3 separate regions of the Rattus norvegicus genome follow, and regions 1 and 2 are each linked to region 3. Evidence: chromatin contacts called from public Hi-C data. All regions are on one chromosome and are shown on one strand. The core of a region is the stretch at or near the end of the contact, and the rest is flanking DNA. Distances in the headings are between cores, read along the strand shown. Region 1 overlaps Art3 (ADP-ribosyltransferase 3). Region 2 overlaps Art3 (ADP-ribosyltransferase 3). Region 3 holds the start of Sdad1 (SDA1 domain containing 1).

What was found. A called contact is a pair of places that touch in the nucleus more often than the background predicts.
Region 1: a contact with region 3 is called in a Hi-C map of Schwann cells, with 4 times the contacts expected there. The contact joins the enhancer-like site here to the promoter of Sdad1 in region 3. A contact is called at or near these places in 5 of 12 Hi-C or Micro-C datasets (Schwann cells, hepatocytes, kidney and 2 more) and 1 of 1 datasets of contacts at active chromatin or transcription factors (oligodendrocytes).
Region 2: a contact with region 3 is called in a Hi-C map of liver, with 3 times the contacts expected there. The contact joins the enhancer-like site here to the promoter of Sdad1 in region 3. A contact is called at or near these places in 10 of 12 Hi-C or Micro-C datasets (the A7r5 cell line, the Rat2 cell line, hepatocytes and 5 more).

Annotation. Positions count from the first base shown.
Region 1 is chr14:15,936,626-15,939,935 of GRCr8, forward strand. All of the region lies in intron 3 of Art3 (ADP-ribosyltransferase 3), which reads right to left. Among named protein-coding and RNA genes, the nearest start is that of Cxcl11, 35 kb to the right of the region's middle. Within about 2 kb of position 1,601, at least 29 of the 93 cell types and tissues checked have an H3K27ac peak or open chromatin away from gene starts, as enhancers often do. A contact at or near this core is called in Schwann cells, where this site is marked.
Region 2 is chr14:15,958,450-15,961,614 of GRCr8, forward strand. The region is part of intron 1 of Art3 (ADP-ribosyltransferase 3); the gene reads right to left. Among named protein-coding and RNA genes, the nearest start is that of Cxcl11, 14 kb to the right of the region's middle. Within about 2 kb of position 1,527, at least 9 of the 93 cell types and tissues checked have an H3K27ac peak or open chromatin away from gene starts, as enhancers often do. A contact at or near this core is called in liver, where this site is marked.
Region 3 is chr14:16,024,522-16,027,588 of GRCr8, forward strand. Sdad1 (SDA1 domain containing 1) reads left to right here and starts at 1,266. Exons shown (of 21, transcript NM_001006958.2): 1 at 1,266-1,426. The coding sequence starts at 1,337.

The DNA of each region.
Region 1 (3,310 bases), core at 351-2,850, 88 kb before region 3:
CCAAGATGCCCTGTGGCCAGAACTCATTGTTATGGACAAAGAACAAAGTGGGTTATCCCCAAAGCAGATGGCCAATATAACGGGCTGGGATTACAGTGGCAGCTTTGACACAGAGCTGGGGTCGTCCCTGTGCACACTCCCTTGGAATGTGTGCTGAAGAGCGCTTGCGTCTAGCAAACCAGAGACTTCATTTCAATCATTAGGTCACTGACTTGATGGCACTTCCTAGCTTTCTGCAGAGGACGAGCACTGAGAGGCCTGTGTGGTTAGGAACCGAGGGTGTCCTGCAGCTAAGCAACTGTGCCTTAGTTGACTGACTGTAAGTTAACCAATACTGTGTCCCACCCATAGCCACGCAAGTGAGCTAACAGACAGATCCCTTCCAGCCAAACCTGACTAAAAGTGCTAAGAGATGGCTTCCTCAAAGAACAGAGACAAGCTGGCCCCTGGACAGTCCACCCACAGCACTTCAAGCTTAGACATGTGTCGTAAGCTACTACGTTTTAGAGCAGCAGTTCTCAGCCGTGACAACTTGGGGACAGACGGACCCTTTCACAGGGGTGTCTTAAGATCATCAGAAAACACAGACATTTACATTATGGTGTATAACAGTAGAAAAATTATACTTGTGAAGTAGCAACAAAAATAATTTTATAGTTGTGGGGTCACCACAGTGTGAGAACTGCATTGAAGGATCGCAGCGTTAGGAAGGTTGAGAGCCCGTTTTAGAGTATTTTGTTATGTGACAAAGGGTGGCTCACACGGGTTGAAGGTCAAGCTTCGGTTTGTCTAGGACCCAGATCAGCTATTCAATAAAATACTCACCTGCGTACGGCTATGAGGCCATGTTTTAGAGACACACTGAAGTCTTTATGCAGTTACTATAAGTAAAGAAACCATCCAATATAACCAGATCCAATATATCCAGTGCAGCCATATTTGATCAACACAAGGGCTATGAAGAGAGCTGGGGCTTCCTGAAGAAATTCTACCTGTGAGGAGCAGCTTAAGTCCATGTTTGGAGCTCCAGCTGCTGTGCCCCACAGCCTAATGTGCAGATGCTCGACCTGCCTGGCCACACCCTTACCAGGCCAAGCCGACTTCCTATACCAATCACCCAAGAGTGCACTCCCTTCTCGCTCTCGTCTCTGACACTTCACTCTGAGACAACAGTGATGACCAAATCCAGGCGGTGAGGGTCTGGGAGGACCCTTGTTATACAGGGGTCGCTTCTTCCAAACTGTCCTAGGTATGGACTCATAACGGTGAGCTGTGGGTTGCTTCCCACCTTCCTCACTACATGACTGATGACTGATCTCAGATAGTTTCGAACAACACAGGAGCCTCCATACTCCCAGGAAATGCTCATACGTAGCAATTAGAAACAGTGAAAATCCTATTTAATAACCACTCTGGTCTGGGTGGAATCGTGTTTGTTTTCAGAATACAGAAGGAGTACAGAGCCTTATGTATGCTGGGCAAGCCCTCTGCCTGTATATCCTTAGCCTCGGGGTGGATGTTTAAGAAAAAATCTGGACAGCTCAATAAACTCTCTTTTCCCCTTTCAATGGCTTAGCAGGGATCTGGCTCAGCATGCCACAGTGTCCAAAAATAGCCTACACCAGCTACCAGAGCGCAGAAGCTCCTCTTGCCTAACAAGGCCTGCTTTCAACTAGGGAACAGTTAGTATCTCTGGCTTCCCTGACTCTGGGAAGCATCATTCAGACGGCCCCACTGGACAGGATCATGACTGAAGCAGCCAGCTGCGCCCAGACTACTCGTTAAGGCGTAGGGTTCAGGCGCGCACCCTGTTTCTGTTTGTAAGTCTTCCTCTGTAGACTGCTGTATTTGCACTGCTGGGCCATAAGGCATCCTACAGCTCGGCCTTCCCTTAGGGATGCATGCCTGATCCACAGCTCTCCGAATCCAGTTCTCCAGCGGGGTCACTTTTAGTGATAAGGAGTTTCGTCTGATTACACAGCTGACATCCAGCTTTATCAGGTTCTCCAGAGAAATAACTACGTTGGTTGACCTGCTCTAGCCTCTTCAGACGAAGGAAAAGGCATTTACTCTTTCCCTTTATGGTCTTGGGCTTGTAGCAAGACTAACCAGGAATTAGTCCCTCCATGTCCTAACAAATGGAACTGGTTTCTTGTTGGCTTGCTTTTAGCTAGCCAGGTTTTGTAAGATCCACACTGGGTTTTTATGTTAGAAATCTTAGCAGGACTGTGTCTAGCATGCTAAGTCTAGTAAATGTCCATACCTCTTAGAAACATTGCCTTTTCCCCCTCCAGAACTGTAGTGTTTGTTGTTGTTGCTTTTGTTTGTTTGTTTTCCAGTGCTGGAGGACTGACCCCAAGGGCCCGCCCCTACAAGTGTTTTACCACTCAGTCATGCCTACCGCTGGCCTTAGGAAGCCTCTGACTGTGCATTCCCATGGATTATCTCTAGATGGCAGCAGAGGACGCCAGTTTAGGTCAAGCCTTGAGTGCCTCCTTGGACAGTGCTCTACAAACACGTGGTTTATGGGAGCCAGCACCTCCCCCTTCCCCCGGCCCCCACACCTTTGTGGCTGAGCTGAACATTAGCCTGTGAAATACCCCATCCCCACATCCCACCCTCTTCCTCATTTCCCTTTTACACAGGCTTATGATGTGCCATGAATGTCTCGAGCCCCTGGCTCACTCAGAATCAGTCCGCTAGCTCACCTGTCGTTGTATCCCTTGTTTTATCATTATCCCACTCCCAGACTTGAGATCTGTGGGTTTCGCTGCCCACTGCAGCCCATCATCCAGACACTAGTTACTGAAACATGGTTGGTAGCCAGAGCTTTTATATAACCAGGACCTCCATAGATGGTATTTGCCTGAATGCATCAGGGGCACCAAAATAGGTATGATTTCTACAGTCCAGCTGCGACTGGGCTTCTGACTGTGTGGTCTAGAGAAGTTAAACACACTCAGTGGGGAGGAAGGAGACCGTGGCTTATAGTGTTTGGTCATCTCTACGTTTCCTCTTTTACACAGTTTAACTGTTACCCAGTGGTCATATGAAGGCTACAAATAAATATTCCTGAGAGAGAGAGAGAGAGAGAGAGAGAGAGAGAGAGAGAGAGAGAGAAGAAGAGGGAGGGAGGGGGAGGGAGGGGGAGGGGAGAGAGAGATGGCATTCACAGAATTTCTAGTAGAGCATACTGTTATCATTATTCTATTATTATTATTATCATTATTATTATTTTTAAACTCTTGGTATACCTAATTTATAAATCAAACTTTATCGTAAGTATGGATGTATAGAAAAATGGGATGTG
Region 2 (3,165 bases), core at 277-2,776, 66 kb before region 3:
CTGACTTCCAATTTGTCTTATAGCTCAGGATGTGCTTGAATTTCTCATTCTCACCTCCTCTGCATCTCTGCCCTGCCGCTGCCCCTGCCCCTGCCCCTGCCCCTGCCACAGCCTCTGCCTCTCCAGTGTTGGGATTGCAGGCATGTGCCACAGAGCCTGCTTTATGCAGTCCTGTGGATCAAACCCAGGGATTCCTTTATGCAAGGCAAGCCCTTCCCCACCTGAGATTCCTTTCTAGCTTCTTTTCTGTTTGGGGTTTGTTGTTTGTTTGTTTGAAACTCCTCCTGCTTCACCGTGCCTAGGATACTATGGTTCTTTTATTCAGTGCTGTGGGCAGGCCAGGCAGTGAGTGGAGTGCAGGAGGTGTCAGATGCCGAGGCCTGTTCCTGCCAGGGCTTCCTGGGTCGTTTATGCGGTTTTTGGAATGCCATCTGGGCGTGGCCTACCACAGGAAGTCCAGGCTTCCCTGCTAGACACTATCTTCCAGGTAAGCCTCAGGTCCGTAAGCCCTTGTCCATCCACCGCATGTGGCTGTAAGTTACAATATGCATACCATGAAGAGCTGGAAAGTCCTTAGTTCACAGAGAAATTCTGAACCGCTCTTCCAGTGGGTCTCTCACAGGAAAATGTGGATGGATGTACAACGGGGTTCGCTGTGCACATGAAGACTTCCATATCTCGTGGAAAGAGGTGAGTTATAACCACGCATGCCTCAAGGAAGGACGAACTGGAAGAATGTGGAGGCAGGTTCCCCACAAGCCTGCGCTATCAGGGCCACAGACTGAAGCAAGCCGGTTCCTTCCTCTTTGATCCCCACAGTCTCTTCTGTTGTCTTCTTCAGTTCAGCCTTTTTCTTGCTTTTTGTTTGTTCGTTTTTAAGACATCGTTTTTCTGTATAGCCCTGGCTGTCCTGGAACTTACTCTTTAGACCAGGCTAGCCTCAAGTTCAGAGAGTGCTAGGATTGAAGGAGTGAATGACAGTATCGGGTTCCACTTTTACCATTTTTATCTGAAAAACCATTTCTTTCTCCATAGAGTACAAAATGGGGTGGAAAACAAGAAATGGCAACTTGTGTTCAGCTGTAAGATGTCTGAAAACGACAGGGACCGAGGACAAAGCCAGGGGGAGGCAGGACCTAATTTATCCTAGGTACCTTCTAGATAAGAGCTGACCAGGCAAAGAAAGAAGCTTTCCCTTTCAGCCAGCACCCTGTCTTCTTTAAGGCACTATTAAATAAGTGAACCATTGCACAGCCTGAAGGAAAGACTGAGCTCTTCCCTGCACTTCGGTGGTGTTGTAATCAAATGGGCAATTACTGCCTCTGTCCCCAAAGCTGGAAACCCCCAAGAAGTAACTTGTGGGAACGTCGGCCAAACTTAAAAGAAAACTAAAGATAACTTACTGCTTTTTAGAACTGTGTTCCCCTCTGAAACAGGAAACCTTAACTTTTAGAAGAGAGGAAGTAAATCTAGCAGGCAGGGACAATCCCTGTGTGTGAGGGTGGCAGACGGTGACCAGCCTGGGTCTGGGAGCACTGGCTTAGGACCAATACTTGCCTGCCCCCCCCCTTTCCCCTCTCCCTGCCCCTCCCTCTCCCCCCTCCTTCTTTGCCTCCCTTTTCCATTTTATTTCACACAGGGTAAATGAGGGGGAAGACTGACAACAGACTTGGCTCCTGATTTAAAGGACCTCACAAAGTGAACTGTCACCATTTTAGCATCTATAGGAAACCAAGTTCTAATTCCTTAAGGACTGACTCCCAACTTAAGATTTCTTGCACCTGACTGCACCCACAGTCCCTCCGCCCTTTTGTGCTAGTGAGATGTATCTAATTAGCTCTGTAGGCCTCATTTCTTTGTCAAGCAAGTGCAAACTTCAGAGCTGAGTCTTACGCAATCGCCTGTGTTTTCTCTGAACTAAACTTCAACCCTTAACTACTCAACGTTGCTATTTCCTTTTCTACGTTGTTAAGTCACTTAGTTCTTTGACTTAGCTGCCCATACAATCTGAAGCGGCCTGAACACACAGTTAGACAGCTCAGTGGTAGACAAAGGATGGCACATCTTTTTCTTCTGAGATCTCTGCACATGGGAAAGCAAACTGAGAACAGATAGACAAAAAGCCACTTCCAGGTTTGTACTTAGAAAATACAAGAAAGGCTCAGGTGATACTCTTTTAATGTTAAGGCCAAGAAACAACCTTAAAAACATTTGTAGGTGTTAAGAAACAACAACAAAACTGCAGACCAGGAGTGGGGTTGCATGTTAATCCCAACATTCAGCAAGTCTCTGTGAGTTCGAGGCCAGCCTGGTGAATGCCAGGACAGCCACGGAGGCTGAGGCAGGAGGATTATGAGTATGAGGCACAGTCAGGACTATGATAAGAAAAAGAGAGAAAGGAGGAGGGGACGGAAGGATCAAACTAAAAGAGCCAGGACCTCTGTTACTTCTTAAGCAAGTGTGTGCTACGATACCCCACCCTCTCCACAAACTAAAAACACACAAAAACAACAAAAAACAAAGCAAAGCCACAAGTCGCTTCTCTTTAAAAATTTAACTCAACACCCAGGGAGAAAAAGCCGTAACTATAGCAACATACGGGTTCTGCAGTGGCCGGGACTGTCCCGCGCTCTGCTCTGCGTATAAATAGATGGGAAATCTCTTTTACTTTTCTCACCTTCTAAGTGATTAGGGTATTTTTGCCCCAAGAAAACAGAAAGATCGAGATGAATATGTCTGAGCCTATGCATGAATCCGCAGTGACTGATTCCTAAAATTGTGACGGTTATCAAGTCTCTAAGTGCTAATGTATGCATTCTACCAACTTTCCATCTACCTAATTCTTAGAGTAACACACTAGCTAGACCATACACACGCACGTGACAAAAGGCATTCAGGGACATCGAAGCTCTCTTAAAAGTGACAGCAAGTGTTGATTTTACTGTATTTTCAAATGTTTTAGAGTATATCAACTCTATGCCTTACTATTATGTCCCTGTTTCGCTGTGTGTGTTTTAAAACTAAGCAGCTGGAGCACTAAACTGAAACAAACAAAAAACAAAAAACAAAAATGGCCAAGTGCAGATTCCAGCCCAGCTGTTTTCTAGCCATGTGCGGCGTTGTACATGGGTCTTTCTCCTGTACACACACACATCAAGTAGGGAC
Region 3 (3,067 bases), core at 16-2,515:
GGTGGCCTTGGATGAAGTTGGTCTAAGAAACTGCTTAGGTTACACAGAATCATAACAGCTTGATTCCTATGTTAGCGTAAGACTAGTTACCATCCCACAGCTGTTTACCCCATCTGTGTTTAGAATTAAGAGTTGCCTGGGGGTGGCAGTGGGCACATGCCTTTAAGTCCCAGCATTCCCAAGGCAGAAGTAAGTGGATCTCTGAGTTTGGAGCCAGCCTGGTCTACAGAGTGAGTTACAGGACAGCCAAGACCACACAGAGAAACCCTGTCCCAACGGCAGCAGTAACAACAAAGAAAATCAATTTAACCTTCACCCCAGCTCTTTCTAGGCATATTCCTCATGGATTTTTCTTCGAACTTTAGTTATGTGTGTGCATCTCTGTGTGGATATGTGTACTGTGAGCACAGCTACCTGCTAAGAGCACACGTTTTCTCACACGTTCCTAGAGATGGTTGAGAGCCACTGCAGGTTGCAAACTGAGCCTGGGTCTGCTCCAACAGCAGTGCTAGATCTTAGTTGCTGAGCCATCGCTAGTCCCTGATCCTCATTTTATAATATAGTGTCTCACGTATCCCTGGCTTCTCTCAAATTCCCTGTGTAACTGAGGATGACCTTGGAGTCTCAACCCTCCTGCTTCCTCTTCCCTAAGTATTCGGGTTGCAGGCATGAGCCCACACACCCAGTTTATGGGGTTCTGGGGAAGAAACCAAGAGTGTCCTATGAGATCGGACACCTGAACCAGTTCCCAGGTCCTTGCTTAATTTCTGTTGTTTTTCTTGAGATGGAGTAAGCCTCAGGCTTGCTCCAAACATATAATCCTCCTGCCTTAGCTCCCAATGTGGGGAGATCTGGGAGGATTTGGAGAAGGAAAAAAACATGATCAAATATATTGTATAGAAATTGTTTTCAATGGAAAAGAATGTTGAGATAATGAAACCTGTTCAAGTAGGTGGAAGAAAAACAGAGAGGTGGAGAGAGAGAGAGAGAGAGAGAGAGAGAGAGAGAGAGAGAGAGAGAGAGAGAGAGAGAGAGAGAGAGAGAGAGAGAGAGAGAGAGAGAGAGAGCGCTTTAAATTTCAGTTTGGTGATAGTAGTAGCGGTTGCCCAACGGCAGGGGGCGATAGCGTGCAGACTCCTACAAAGCATTGCAGCAGGGTGGAGAAGTTTGATCCTCTGTGACTTCCGTCGCTCGGTTCCGCTGGCGGAGTGTCCCACGTGCTGTTTCCGGGTACCCTAGGAAACACGAGTCTAAGCAGCCGCGGGCACCAGGCTGAGACTGACAGAGGCCTACGTTTTCCAAGAACTGCTCGCCAGGGAGCCTATCTACAGCCACCATGTCCGGGAGGAACAACAACAAGCTGCCCAGCAACCTGCCGCAGTTACAGAACCTGATCAAGCGGGACCCGCCGGCCTATGTCGAGGAGGTGGGACAGGGAGCCGGCTCACCGGGATGCTCCCGTGAGCTTCCGGGGGCTCACGGGAGGAGACGGGGTATTGGGAAGGAACGTTCCTAAGGACTTGTTTCCCACCACTTGTAAATATGCTTCCCTGCCAACACTGACCCCACCAACACTGAAACACACTCTAAAACCTGTTGCCTCCGGGTTTATCCGCCCGCCTCCCGGACGTGGAGACGGGTGGAGAGGCTGCCCCCAGCCGTCGGCGGCCTCGAATCTAAAACTCCAATTAGCCCTTAACATACAGTGATGAGTCGTGTGTTAAAAAGTGTTTTCCACAGATGGCCGCTCCCGAGTACCCCAAGCTCTGCCAAGAAGAGCAAGGAGTTCTCAAATGCCAGGGCCACAGTCAGGAGTTTAGAAGATGTAGTTAAGCCACGGTTCAAACTCATTGGGAGCCAGCCTGAGCTAGGTTTGAGAAGATGCTTTGAGGGAAAAGGGCGGTCGAAAATTCTATTAGGCCCAGTTTGTGAGGGACTTGGCACACTCCCAAGTGTGTGAACTAACAAGAACCACGAAATGTAAGCGGCAACTTTGTACTCTTAACCTGGTAGATGGGTTAATACACGCCTTTGTCTTTGCTCTTGTCCCCTTCTACACCTCCCTTCCCAATCCTCCCTGGCTCCCTCCCTCACTGATCCCTTTCCTGTCCCCACACAGCCCCCACCTCTGTATCCACGTCTCATATATTTCAGTTCCCTGCAGCCTTTAAGATCTCTTCTTCCTGGGTTTGACAGTTGGCTCAATGGTTAGGAGCACTGGCTGTTTTTCCAGAGGACCCAGGTTCGGTACCTATAACCATCTGTTGCTCTAGTTTCAGGGGATCCTACACCAGTCTTCTGGCTTCTGAACACTGGGCATATGTGTACACATACATATAAGTAGGTAAACACTCAGTACACATTAAAAAAGAATCCCTTCCTATATTCCCCTTTATAATTTCACAAACATACATTTAAGTCTGACTTCTGCTGTTGAGAGGAAATGGGCTACCTCTCTGAATCTGGCTTAATTTCTTTTCTTTTAATTCGCATTCTTTCTTTTAAAGACTTATTTATTTATTATATATACGAACACTGTAGCTGTCTTCAGACACATTGAAGAGAGCAGCCAGTGCTCTTAACCATGAGCCGTCTCTCCAGCCCTAATTAAGCCCTCCAGCTTAATCTCTCAACATAATGACCTCCTCCCATTGTCGTGGTTTCAGCTCATGACTGGAACAAATAAATATATGCACCACATTTAAATTACATGTTCTTCTGTTGATGGACATAGAGGCTGGCTCTGTTTCTTTGCTGTCGTGGTCAGTGCACCAGTAAACACGAATGTGCAAGTGTGTCTGTGTTATTTGATTGGAGTCCTTTTATTATATATCAGGCCGTAAAGAAGGTCAGTTTTAGTTTGTCCATAGTTATTCTACCAGACTACATTCCCATCAGTGGGCTGTGTGCATGCATGTGAGCATTTGTATCTCTGAGTGTTTGTATCTGCGTTCCTATGACTCTGCATCCCCAGTGGTGGTGGTGGTGGTGGTGTGTGTACATGCCTGTGTGAGGGGGGTGGATATAGTTTCTGTTTTTCTACGTCCAGCATTCGTTGTCGGTTTTT